2 separate regions of the Sus scrofa genome follow, and region 1 is linked to region 2. A link is a contact called in public Hi-C data. All regions are on one chromosome and are shown on one strand. Each heading gives the region's core, a stretch centred on a gene start, on an enhancer-like site or on the middle of the called end of the contact. The rest is flanking DNA. Distances are from core to core; before and after follow the strand shown.

Region 1 (5,976 bases), core at 3,214-5,713, 120 kb after region 2:
GATTCAATACTTGGCCTGGGAACTTCCATACACCAGGGGTGCAGCCATTAAAAAAAGAAGAAGAAGAAGGTGTTCCCGTGGTGGTGCAGTGGTTAACCAATGTAACTAGGAACCATGAGGGTGCAGGTTCGATCCCTGGCCTTGCTCAGTGGGTTAAGGATCCAGCGTTGCCATGAGCTGTGGTGTAGGTCGCAGATGCGGCTCGGATCCCAAGTTGCTCTGGCTCTGGCGTAGGCCGGCGGCTACAGTTCCAATTCAACCCCTAGCCTGGGAATCTTCATATGCTGCAGGAGTGGCCCTAGAAAAAGCAAAAAGACAAAAAAACAAAAAACAAAAAACAAAAAAAAAGAAGAAAGAAAAAAAAAGGAATCAGAATTCAACCCTAAGTATCTTCACTTGAAGCCCTTGCTTTACACCTAAAGGAGATTCCTATTAAAGATTTGTCGGTGGTTTAGATCTTCATTTCAGGAAAGGAGATTCTAACTCTCAATATGACACCTCATTTTAACATCCCAAATCCCACTCAATAGTAAGGCTCTCTCATTGCCAAACTGGATTTCATCTGTTTCATGTTAAGATCATTTCTTCTTTGAGAAGGAGAGAAATTGGAGGGTCTGACCAGTCAGTTTCCTTCTGTCATCTTTCATACACTGTGCTTCACATTCCCTCACCAAGGCAGAGAAGGCAGGGAGCATTTTAGACTCTGGCACAACGTGGGTGCCCAACAGAAAAATGTGTTGCATGGAGAGCAGATTGGTGGTGTCCGAAGTGGGAGGTGGTGTCAGAAACTTCCACCTTTCAAATAAGTAAGTCACAGAATGTAATGAGCAGCACGTTAATAATGCTATTGTAGGAGTTCCCATTGTGGCTTAGCAGGTTAAGAACCTGACCTAGTAGCCATAAGGATGCAGGTTCAATCCCTAATCTTACTCAGTGGGTTTAAGATTCGGCATTGCCACAAGCTGCAGCGTAGGTCACAATGTGGCTCGGATCTTGTGTTGCTATGGCTGTGATGTAGGCCAGCAGCTGCAGCTGCAATTTAACCCCTAGCCCAGGAACTTCCATATGACCCAGGTGTGGCGATAAATAGAAAAATAGGGCGCTCTAGAGGTTAAGAATGCAGCATTGTCACTGCTGTGGCTCCAGTCACTGCTGTGACATGGGTTCAATTCCTGGCCCAAGGAGCTTCCACATGCTGCTGGCGAGGCCAAAGACATAACTTTTTTTAAAAAGAAAAAAATGGGAGTTCCCATCGTGGCGCAGTGGTTAGTGAATCCAACTAGGAACCATGAGGTTGAGGTTCGATCCCTGCCCTTGCTCAGTGGGTTAACGATCCAGCGTTGCCGTGAGCTGTGGTGTAGGTTGCAGACGCGGCTCGGATCCCGAGTTGCTGTGGTTCTGGTGTAGGCCAGTAGCTACAGCTCCAATTCGACCCCTAGCCTGGGAACCTCCATATGCCGCGGGAGCGGCCCAAGAAATAGTGAAAAGACAAAAAAAAAAGAAAAAGAAAAAAATACTACTACTATTGTATGTTTGAAAGTTGCTCAGAGAAGAGTCTTGAAAGGTCTCATCACAGGAGAAAAGAAAGATTTGTAACTAGCGTGATGATGGGTGTTTACTAGACTTAGTGTGGTGATCATTTCACAGTATGTACAAATATCAAATCATTATATTGTACATCTGGAACTAATGTTATGTGTCAATTATATCCCAATTAATAATCCTAATACCAATGGAAGGCAAAAGGAGTGTGTTTTGTGAAAGAACAAAGTGAGAGAACAGATACATGGTCTCGTACGTCCCCCTGGATCAGACAGACCCCATTCACCCCCACCCCCGCCCACCCTGCCAGCTTTTCTTTGACTGCCTTTTCTTAACCCCAGTGTTTCTCAACAAGGATGTTGTGAGGGCATTCTGAGGACACTGCGGAATTGAAGGGCCCTTGGTATGTGGTGACACCCTGGGTTTCCTTGTTCCTCATTCCCTTGGGCCATTTTTTGACCAAGAGAGTAGAGATGGAGATTGTGTGTGTGTGTGTTGGGGAGGGGGTGCTGACATGGGGGGGCAGGTGAAGGACATGTGGCCCGAACCCTCACACACACATCCTAACAGCCTGTCAAGGTCACAGGTGTCACAGACGGAGGAAGGTTGGGATCTCTGCTAAACATTCACCATCAAGCTGGGAGCCCTGGGCCTTTGGTTCCGAATGATAGAAATCTATCTCAACACATGAGGAAAAAAGAAAGGTGCGTCTGGATCATATAACTTGGAATTCCAGGGGTGGTACTAGTTTCAGGTATGAATCTAGACATTCAAACAAGACTTTTAACTTTTCTCTCTCTGTTTCCCTCTCTGCTCTGTTACTTTTCTCTCTGTATTTGATGGTTCTCTCTTCTCAGAAACCAGGCCCTCTTCAAATGATGGCTGCTGAAAACCCTCCATCAACCTTCTTCCAGCTTGCAGAGAGCTCAGGCCATCATGACTGTGTTTATGTTGGGGGCAGTGGGAAGGGCCAAGAGCCTTCCCTTTTGTCAAGGAAATCAAAAGTTTTCTCAGAAGCCCCAGTGCAGATGGCCCCTCACGCCTTATGGGCAACATCTAGGTCACATGGATACCCCTAGTGGCAAGGGAGTCTGGAAAAGTGTGGGAAAGGTTGTGATGGGCTTAGATGTAACTGTGATCCATTGCCTAGAGCTGGCCATGCGATCACCCAGAACAAAATCAGGGTTTCTTAAGCCAGGAGGAAAGGAGACCCATTGGTAGGGTGTCTACTCCAAGAAAGTATCGTGAGGCAACCTGGCTAGATCACACAAGAAGCCCAGGGAGGGAGTTCCTGCTGTGGCACAGTGGGTTAAGGATCCAGCATTGCCACAGCTATAGCGTAGGAAGTAGCTGAGGCTTGAATTTGATCCTTGGCCTGGGAACTCCTATGTGCCACTGGTGCAGCCATTAAAGAAGAAGGTGGGGGGCAGGGGGAGGAGGAGCACAGGGAGGAAAAGTTTTGCAAAAGCAGAGGAAATGCTAGCTAGACAGAAGCAACTTATGTGCACATCAGAACTGGGAAACAGGGGGGTGAAGGCCAGGAAAAGAGGTGAATCAGGACAGTTGGAAAAGGCATGGACCGCATGGAGAGGACCAGCCAGCTGTAGGTTCCTGGAACATACAGCTCTCTTCTAAGGATGTTCTGCAGCAGAGGTTCAGCAAATACAGAGGAAGCTTGGTGAGCAAGGAGCAGGATCTCACCACACAGACGGTCTGAGTTCTTCCCACGGGGTTTGTTCATCTCTGTTCTTCAAGCTCCAGCGTGACCCTAAGCCAAAGCAACACAGGTGCAGTGCCTCTGGAGCACCAAGGAGAAGCATGCCAGAAAACCTTTGGTGGTTCCTGCCACAATTCATGGTCTGGTCCCACTGTCCCCTCCACAATTCATGGTCTGGTCCCACTGTCCCCTCCAGCTTCATCTGTGGCTGTTTCTCCTCCTCCATCCTTTGGCTCCAGCTCCTCAGAGCTCCCTAAATCCAGCCTGCACTTGCGTGACTCCAGCATGTGATTCCCAATGTCCTTCCTGCCCTAGGTGTGACCTCTCTGAACCTCTGCCGTCTTTTCTATAAGTTAGGAAGCCCCTCCCCTACTAGATGTTGTGAGAATGATGAAGACGAGATAAACCATGTTAAGTGCTCTGGTGTATAGTAAGCCCTCAATACTCACTAATTGCTTTGTTGTTGTTTGGGTTTTTTTTTTTTTTTTCTCCTTTTCTTGGAAATTCCCAGGCCAGTGTTCAGATCCAAGCCTCAGTTGCAACCTATGCTGCAGCTGCAGCTGCAGAGACAAACCAGATGCCTAAACTATTGTGCAGAGCCGGGAATCGAACATGCATCCCAGTACTCCAGGGACACCACAGATCCCATTGTGCCACATCGAGAACTCTGTGCTTGCTGTTATTATTCACCAATCTCTGTTCTGAAATCTTAGCAAATGTGATTGACATGGTCTCGTGCTTATGCATTCCCTCCTTGCTGTATTCCTGAGTGAGCATGTCAGGAGGGTGAGCCTCTTGATGTGTGCGGCTGCCTTTTGCATCTTTTTCTCTGCTTCGGCCTGGCCAGCACACAGCTTGTTCTTGAAGAGTTCACCTGAGATGAAAGACAGACAGCCGTACAGGGGACAGACGTGTCCATCCAGGACACGGTGGAAATGCAGAGCTACAGCGGGCAGAATGTCCACCTCCAGGGTTGTCCCCTCCTGCTGGCGGTGGGGCCACACCAGGAAATGGAGCCCACTCACAGTTCCACAACAGGGCTCTTAGGAAAGTCAGGCGAATTCGTCCACCAAAGATGTGTGGTTAAGGCTCGCCGCCAGGCATCTCCCCCAAAAGGCAGGAACCTGCCAATGAGAGGAGGTGAGGCCTGAGTGCCACTGCCTCCCTTCACGGCCCATCAGCAGTGACTCAGCAGGAAGCCAGCCAAGGCCTGAGTCACTCCCTCCCCTACCACCACACCCAGGGTTTTCCTCCAGGGCTTGGAAGGCTGCTTATAGCTGGAGGTGTAAATCCTCCATACCTGGGTCTCCCCAGGCCTATGAAATCATGCTTTAACCTAGCTTAGTATTTACAAGCACATGTTCTGGAGTTAGGCTGCTTAGGTAGAAGCCTGGTTCTGCCTCTTATTTAACCCGCAGCAGGTTTCTTACATTCTCTAGCCACAGTTTGACCATCTGTACATGGGCAATACAGTACCTCTCTCAGAGAAGTGACTTAGAACGGTACCCGGTGAGTTGACAGGGCTCCTCTAACACCCAGGGCCTTTGCTCATGCTACCTTTTTTTTTTTTTTTTTTTTTTGCTTTGCTTTGCTTTGCTTTTTAGGCCGCAGGAGCAGCATACGGAAGTTTCCAAGCTAGAGGTCAAATCAGAGCTACAGCTGCTAGCCTACACCACTGCCACAGCAATGCAGGATCTGAGCCGAGTCCATGACCTACACTACAGCTCACGGCAACACCAGATCTTCAACCACTGAGCGAGGATATTAGTCAGATTCATTTCCAATACGTCATAGCGGGAACTCCTGTACACGCTAATTTCTTTGCCTAGAATGTCTTCGCCCCAGATGGATGTGCAGCTCCCCCTACTTAATTCGGGTCTTTACTAAATGTTCATTTTCTCAGTGAAGCCTTTGATGGTCACCCTTTCTAACACCTCCTGTTCTGATACTTCTTTTTTTTTTTTTTCTGTCTTTTTCCCTTTTCTGGGGCCGCTCCCACGGCATATGGAGGTTCCCAGGCTAGGGGTCGAATTGGAGCTGTAGCTGCTGGCCTACACCAGAGCCACAGCAACGCGGGATCCAAGCCGAGTCTGCAACCTACACCACAGCTCATAGCAATGCCAGATCCTTAACCCACTGTGCGAGGCAGGGATTGAACCTGCAACCTCATGGTTCCTAGTCGGATTCATTAACCACTGAGCCCACAATGGGAACTCCCTGTTCTGATACTTCTTACCTTCTTCCCACTTTTTCTCCTTAGTTCTCATCACCATCTATTGCACCATGCATTTCCATCATGTATCTTCTCTATTGTCTCCCCCTCTCCAGCCAAACCAGAATTCAAGTTCCATGTTTGTCTGTTTACTTTCTTTAATTAAAAAAAAAGTTTTTTTCTTTTTTTGCATCTCCCCCCCCATGGCACATGGAGTTCCGGACCAGGGAACAGAATCAGAGCCACAGTTGCAACCTACACCACAGGTGTGGAAATGCTGTATCCTTAACCCCCTGTGCCAGCCCGGGATTGAAGCTGTATCCCAGCACTGCAGAGACAGGGCCAATCCCATTTCACCACAGCAAGAACTCCTGTCTGTTTTCTTCGCTATTGTATTCCCAAGACCCAGGAAAGTGCTGACACATAGCAGCTCTCAATAAACATGTAGAATGAATGGAAATGAATGTCAGCTTATTCACCATTATTTATCACCAATTATTATGGT
Region 2 (6,678 bases), core at 1,195-3,694:
TGAAAATAGGGATCACCACAGTCCCTCCTCAAAGACTTTAGATAATGAAATGAAATCATGTCTGGCACAAGGCCAATGTTCAAGAGAGGATAAGTCTATCATTATTGCCATTGTTACTTTGCTCCTGGCGAGAGTTCCATCAACTCAGTTTAAGAACACAGCATCTCTCAAGCCTGTCTGAAGGTCCAACTGGCTGATAAGACATCGGAAGGAACAAAATTTTTCTTCATGAATACAGGGTATTCGTGAAATAAAATACTTTGAAATGGTGCCGGCTGGTCAAAACACACTGGCTAGAGAACTGCCTTTTCTTTTTTTTTTTTCCCTGCAGCATATGGAAGTCCCAGGCTAGGGGTCAAATTGGAGCTGCAGCTGAGGCCTACACCACAGCCATGGCAAAGCCAGATCCAAGCCACATCTGTGACCTGCGCTGCAGCTTGCGGCAACGCTGGATCCTTAACCCACTGAGCAAGGCCAGGGATTGAACCTACCTCCTCGTGGATACTAGCTGGGTTCTTAATCCACTGAGCCACAACAGGAACTAGAACGGCTATCTTCGAGCGCCCTCTGGTACCTGGACATCTGCAGTCTGACCCTGTCCTCAGCATAAGCCAATTTATCTTTTTGCGTGTTTACCTGCTCTCCCAAACTAAATGATAAACTCCCTCTTCGGGTGATGGGAGTCACACACTTAAGAGCCACCCGTGTCCAGCCCATCGCCTTCCCTCCGTGACATGCTCACTCAGCACTGGCTGACTGATGGACTTTAACTGGATCTCGGGGCCTGGGACGGAGCTGGCCTGGCCGTTTGGGGGTAACACTGGCTCCACGTGTGTGAACCTCAGGGTTTCAAGGGCAAGCAAGTGGGATAGAGGTGGTCAGTCATAATGCAGAATAAAATCATGGGTATTATCTGTACCGAGCTGCCTCTATGTAGAGTCAAGGAAACAGAGGCCCAGAGAGGGAAAAGGGACTTGTCCACAGTTCCCGGTCTGAACTCCTTCCCTCGCCCCTGATCGCGGACTGCATTCTGCGTGCCCAGGCCCCACGAGCATCCGAGGGACACAGAGATGAAAGTCCCCTCCTCTAAAGTGGCTTAAAGACTGGCAAGGGAAACAAAGAAATGAGCAACCGATTTCTTTTTTCTTTTTTTTTTCCCCCCTCTCTTTCGATGGAGCTGTTGAATTGGGTGAGGAGGTCCACTTTTTACATTCTACCACTTTATGTCTTCTTCTGACCTTTTCAACATACACTTTTTTTTTTGAAACAATGTAACTGATACCTTCTGCAAGGGAAAGTATGAGTCATAAAAGCAGAATTCGCACTTCATGAACATTTTCCCACATATCAACAGACTTCAAATCCCCTGAATAATCTGTGCTGTCATCCCATCCCGTGACTCGTGCTGGTCGTACAACCCAGAAAGCAGGAGCCGTCCGTCTCACTCCATCCTCTGCCCAAGGAATTTCCACTCGTTCCTCTACCAGGACGACTTGGCCAAACTCTGTTCCTCAGCACAGCTTTCCTCTGCGAGACACTCAGAACCTTTTCCCTCTTCTTACTGGTCATCCTTGTCACTGTCCATTTGGCTGGAAACTCCTTGAAGCTGGGGACTCTATTTCATGCCAAGCATAGTGCCTAAACCGGCTGACCACTGGACGTTTGGATGGTAAGAAGCTTAGTAGCTGACAGATCAATGACAAGGACCAACTATATAGCACAGGGAACTCTATTCAATATCTAGTAATAACCTATAAGGGCAAAGAATCTAAAAAAAAAAAAAAAGTTATATAGGTATGTATAACTGAATCACTTTGCTGTACACCCGAAGCTAACACAACATTGTACATCAACTATATTTCAGAAAAATAAAAAGAAAGTTTTGGTAGTGGGGAGAGGGTCTAGTCGTGAAAACTAGACTTGATTTGGACAGCAGGAAAGAACAGAAGAGAGCATTCAAGCCAAGAATAGTGTGAGAAAAAAAAAATACAACAGCAAGAAAGGGCATGGGAGGGATTCCCACACTTTGCTAAGTATTGGGACCATCCAGGGACTTTAGTAAAAATACAAAGGCCCTGCCCTGTCCCACTTCAACTGGCCTGGACTTCCGTGTTTTTTATCAGCTCTCTAGGTGACTCATCTGAAAAACACTGGCTTAGGGTATTTTAAAGAGACAGTGAGAAAAGATGATGTAGCCCAGAGGGGGTCCCCTCTGGTCTGAAGTAGCCACAGCCTATGAGCTCCCAGGAAAGCTCTGAACACGACATTCCAGGGAAGGAGGGAGGGAGCTGGGAGCTGGTGAGGTTGGAGGAAAATTCAATCCAGCATCAAGTGAAGACATCCTTGAAGGGTCTTTAAACAAGAAAGGGGCCAGGTCTTCCGGAATCCAGGCCGAGTTCACTCCCTAGGTTCCAGTTGGCCAGACTATTCTTGGTGGAGAAGGTGGGTCCAAGGGAGGGTTTTTCTCGGATGCACTGCAAACTTCTGGAGGCTTCTTCCCATTCTCCCTTTAACGAATCCACCAATCCAACAAATCTTTAGAAAGTAACCAAAGTAACCCCAGAGGACTATGTAGGAAGTTGGACCAAGAGTGATTTTCCTCGCTGACCAAGAACTTGCACCATTTTCATACCGAAGTCAGGAAGGCTGAGGCTCTGTCCCCAGCACTTTGCCAGCCTTTTTCGTGCCTATTGACTGGCACCATCTGGTCACACAACACGTCACTGGTCACATTCGGGGATCCCTTGCTTTTCCTTATGTGCTTCCAGGAAACAAGATTCAACACTTAAGAGACATGATGGATGTAAACACATTCTGTAAACTGCATCATGCTGTGCTGGGTTCCAGCCAGACCTAAAGTGAATGAGTCAGGCTTTTACTGCAGCCCAAGAACGGTTGTGGAAGGCTGAGCCAGGTTGAACTCCATCACCTACGACACTGAGTGAGTCACCAAATTCTCTAGAAGTTTCCACATATTCAGGTGGGAAATGCTGCTGCCTGACCGCCCCCCACCCCCAGGGTTGTGGCTGAACTTCTATAAAGTCTTGTGTAAAGTAGATGCTTAATAAATCTCAGCTGGTTGCATCCTTGAGGTACACGCACGCTCAAAAGCAATAATACTGAGCTTTGAACAAAAGAGACACAATATACACACGCATGCATGCACACTGGCATTTTACTCCGTTGAAGATAATTATGAACCAGTAGCGATAATTACCGCATTGTACAAATAAATTGCATTACATAAAGAGTCACTCTCTTCCAAAGTTTGCCTTAACAAAGCAAAAGCTAAAATTCTCGAAGTCTCCTAAGTCTAGTCCATCTTTCTTTGCCATCTAATAAAACACTTTTTATTTCCTTTCATGGGCTGAAACTTCACTAAAAGGCAAATTGTCTGAGGGCATGCCTCTGAGACAACAGGACTCTGTGTGTGCTGAAATAATCCCCTGTTCCAGTCGACTGTTTTCTATTTTTCTGAATAGACACTGTACAGAATCAGGAATCAGAAACGGTCCTGTGATCTCCCTAATTGCTTCCACAGACAAGCCCAAAAGGGGTACATTTTTTCAAAGGCACAACTGACTCAAACCCCAAAGGCTCCACTAAGAGCCCCAAGCCTTCTCTCCCACAATGGCCCGGACCCCCCCGCCAATCCTCCCCCCGACCCCACCTCCCATCAGCCCTCCCCCTGGGGCTCGGCAAGAACGTAAATGGCAGAAAGAGCTCCCCTTCCAGACAAGACCCATCTCCGCCCAGCAAAGGGCAGCACTGAGAAGAGGAAGGCCACTTGGAAATCAAAGACAAAATGTTCTTGGGCATCGTGGTCTTGCTACCCTGAAGCTGACCCCAAGTCGAATCCAGAATCTAGCATTCGGGGAGCCACTGTGCTCCCAAGAACTTCTACACCCCTGTGTCATCCTTAACAGCTACATACAGGCTTAAGATGCCCACATCTGGAGTTCCCATCATGGCTCGGCGGGTTAAGAACCCAACTAGTATCCATGAAGATGCAGGTTCAATCCCTGGCCCCACTCAGGAGCCCATGTTGCCATGAGCTGTCGTGTGGGTCGCAGACAGCTCGGATCCCACGTTGCGGTAGCTGTGGTGTAAGCTGGCAGCTGCAGCTCGACTCAATCTGTAGCCTGGTAATTTCCATATGCTGCACGTGTGGCCCTTAAAAAAAAAAAAATGCACACGTCCATCCCAGCAGACACCAAAAACCAGCCCACCCAATCTCAGGTTTGAGGGACCATGGTGCCAATGGGTGTCTCAGTCCTCCTGGCATTTCCCTGGGGTGCCTCAAAGTCTTTGTATAAGATCTATAGGGAAAGAGCCAGGTCCTGTTAACCAAAAAGTTGGGCCAACATGTCCCAGCAGGGGCTAAAGTCTATCAGTAACAAGTTAAAGGATCCAAATTCCCAACAGGTTTGACATCAAACAACACCTACCAACTTCCATCAACGTTAAGTAAATTTAATATGTCAGAAATATCTTATTATGATACTTGGTAAGCTTGATAAAATCACTTTATAGCCATTTTTTTTTCTTTTTATGGCCACATCTGCAGCATCTGGAAGTTCCCAGGTTGGGGGTCAAATTAGAGCTGCAGCTGCCCGCCTACACCACAGCCACAGCAACAATGGATCTGAGCCACATCTGGGACCTACACCACATCCTTAACCCATTGAGCAAGGCCAGGGATGGAATCCACATCCTCACGGAGACAACGTCGGGTCCTTAACCCGCGAGCACAATGAACTCTATAATATATATATATATTTTTTGTTTTTTTTCTATTTTTGGCCGCTCCGGCATATGGAGTCCAGCTATCAATCAGCTGTCCCAGCCTACGCCAGAGCCACAGCACGCGGATCTGAGCCCGCTGCACCTACACCACAGCTCCCGCACGCCGGATCGTTAACCACTGAGCAGGCAGGACCGAACCTGCAACTCATGTTCCTATCGATCTTACCACTGCCACGACGGATTCCCATATATTTTTTAATGAAAATAATAAGAAACTTCAAGAAGGTCACTTTGGCAAAATCTTTCAGTGGCACTTATCGGGGAATCTAAGAGGGAATATTCTCCTTTTACACGTTTTAACAAATTAAATATCAGGAAAACAATTTCACTCGGTCCTTGCTATTCAAAGGAAAACTTTCCTGCTTGCGTTGTGGCTTCTGACATCCTGCCAAGTTTCAGACACTGAAATATGAATGGGATTAAAAAGGATTAAGACAGAGTAAATGCTATTAACAGCTCTTCTATTGCATGCATCTATCTTACTCAGGAGCCAATGACCCACCAGGGAAAAAGAGAGGCTGAGAGGGATCTGAGCTCATTCAACACCTGCTCACTTGGGACAGCAAGGTCAGCATTTAATGCTGGGCTCTCTCCAGCCACAGTCTGTGTCTGTCAAAGGTCTGCCCCATTCATCTTGACACATACTCAAAGAACACTACACCATGGGTCAGCAGCACCGCAGCAGCCATTAGCAATCAGTGGCTTCCCTTTTTATTATTTGAGAACAGCAAAATCTTCCGGACAAATTAAGTCAAATATTTGGGGGAAAACCCAAATAAAACCAGAGCAGATGGATAACATTATTAGTAAGCCTTAATTTTTAAAGTTCACGCTAGTATCGTTTACTTATTACGGAGCATCAATCTACTTTAAAAAGAAAGGCATCTGGGCAAACACAAAAACTGAAATCACGTGTTACATCTCATCCATTTCTGGGTATCATGTCGTTGCACAAAAATCAACAAAATTCTGATTCACAGAGCTCTAGAGCTGCATATGGTAAAAGTTTAAGAATTCATCTCAATTAGACAGCAGAGGTTTTATTGCTAAGGGCATCATAAAACCAAAGTTAAGTTGGCAGTACAAAGGAGCACATGAGTAGTCTCCAATGTTGAACACTTTTAATTTTTTCCCCAGCTTTATTGAGATATAATTGACATAGATCAGTGTGTAAGTTTAAGGTATACATCGTGGTGATTTATTACATGTACAAAATTATTACATTAAGGTAGGTTAATACATCGATTATCTCACATAGTTACTTTCCAGGAGGGGTGAAAATATTTGAGATCTGCTCTCTTAGCAACTTGCAAGTATAAGATACAGCACTGCATTAAAAGTTCTAAATAATTTTCAAATTTTTGTAATCTTTTTTTTTTTTTTTAATCTTTTTGCCTTTTCTAGGGCCACTCCCTTGGCATATGGAGCGTCCCAGGCTAGGGGTTGTATCAGAGCTGTAGCCACCGACCTACGCCAGAGCCACAGCAACAAGGGATCCCACCCACGTCTGCAACCTACACCACAGCTCACGGCAACACCGGATCGTTAACCCACTGAGCAAGGGCAGGGATTGAACCCACAACCTCATGGCTCCTAGTCGGATTCGTTAACCACTGCGCCACGACGGGAACTCCTAAAATTTTGTAATCTTGATACTAAGACAGACAAGGACAAAATGAGAAAGGAAGATTACAGATCCACCTTATACATGATCACAGATGCAAAAAATCCCAAACAAAATATCAGTAAAGATGAATCGGCAACATATCACAGCCAAGTTGATTTATCCAAGAAACGCAACAGTGGTTTAGAAACAGAAAATAGATGTTATTCATTACAGTAACAGATTAAAGAAAAAAAACCACGAGCTTA

Evidence for each region. A called contact is a pair of places that touch in the nucleus more often than the background predicts.
Region 1: a contact with region 2 is called in a Hi-C map of embryonic fibroblasts, with 1.8 times the contacts expected there. The contact joins two enhancer-like sites. A contact is called at or near these places in 3 of 47 Hi-C or Micro-C datasets (adipose tissue, embryonic fibroblasts and omental adipose tissue) and 1 of 2 datasets of contacts at active chromatin or transcription factors (alveolar macrophages).

The regions. Positions count from the first base shown.
Region 1 is chr2:14,742,013-14,747,988 of Sscrofa11.1, forward strand. No RefSeq gene overlaps it. Among named protein-coding and RNA genes, the nearest start is that of PTPRJ, 20 kb to the left of the region's middle. Within about 2 kb of position 4,464, at least 24 of the 83 cell types and tissues checked have an H3K27ac peak or open chromatin away from gene starts, as enhancers often do. A contact at or near this core is called in embryonic fibroblasts, where this site is marked.
Region 2 is chr2:14,619,732-14,626,409 of Sscrofa11.1, forward strand. All of the region lies in intron 1 of PTPRJ (receptor-type tyrosine-protein phosphatase eta), which reads right to left. Among named protein-coding and RNA genes, the nearest start is that of TRNAE-UUC, 54 kb to the right of the region's middle. Within about 2 kb of position 2,445, at least 20 of the 83 cell types and tissues checked have an H3K27ac peak or open chromatin away from gene starts, as enhancers often do. A contact at or near this core is called in embryonic fibroblasts, where this site is marked.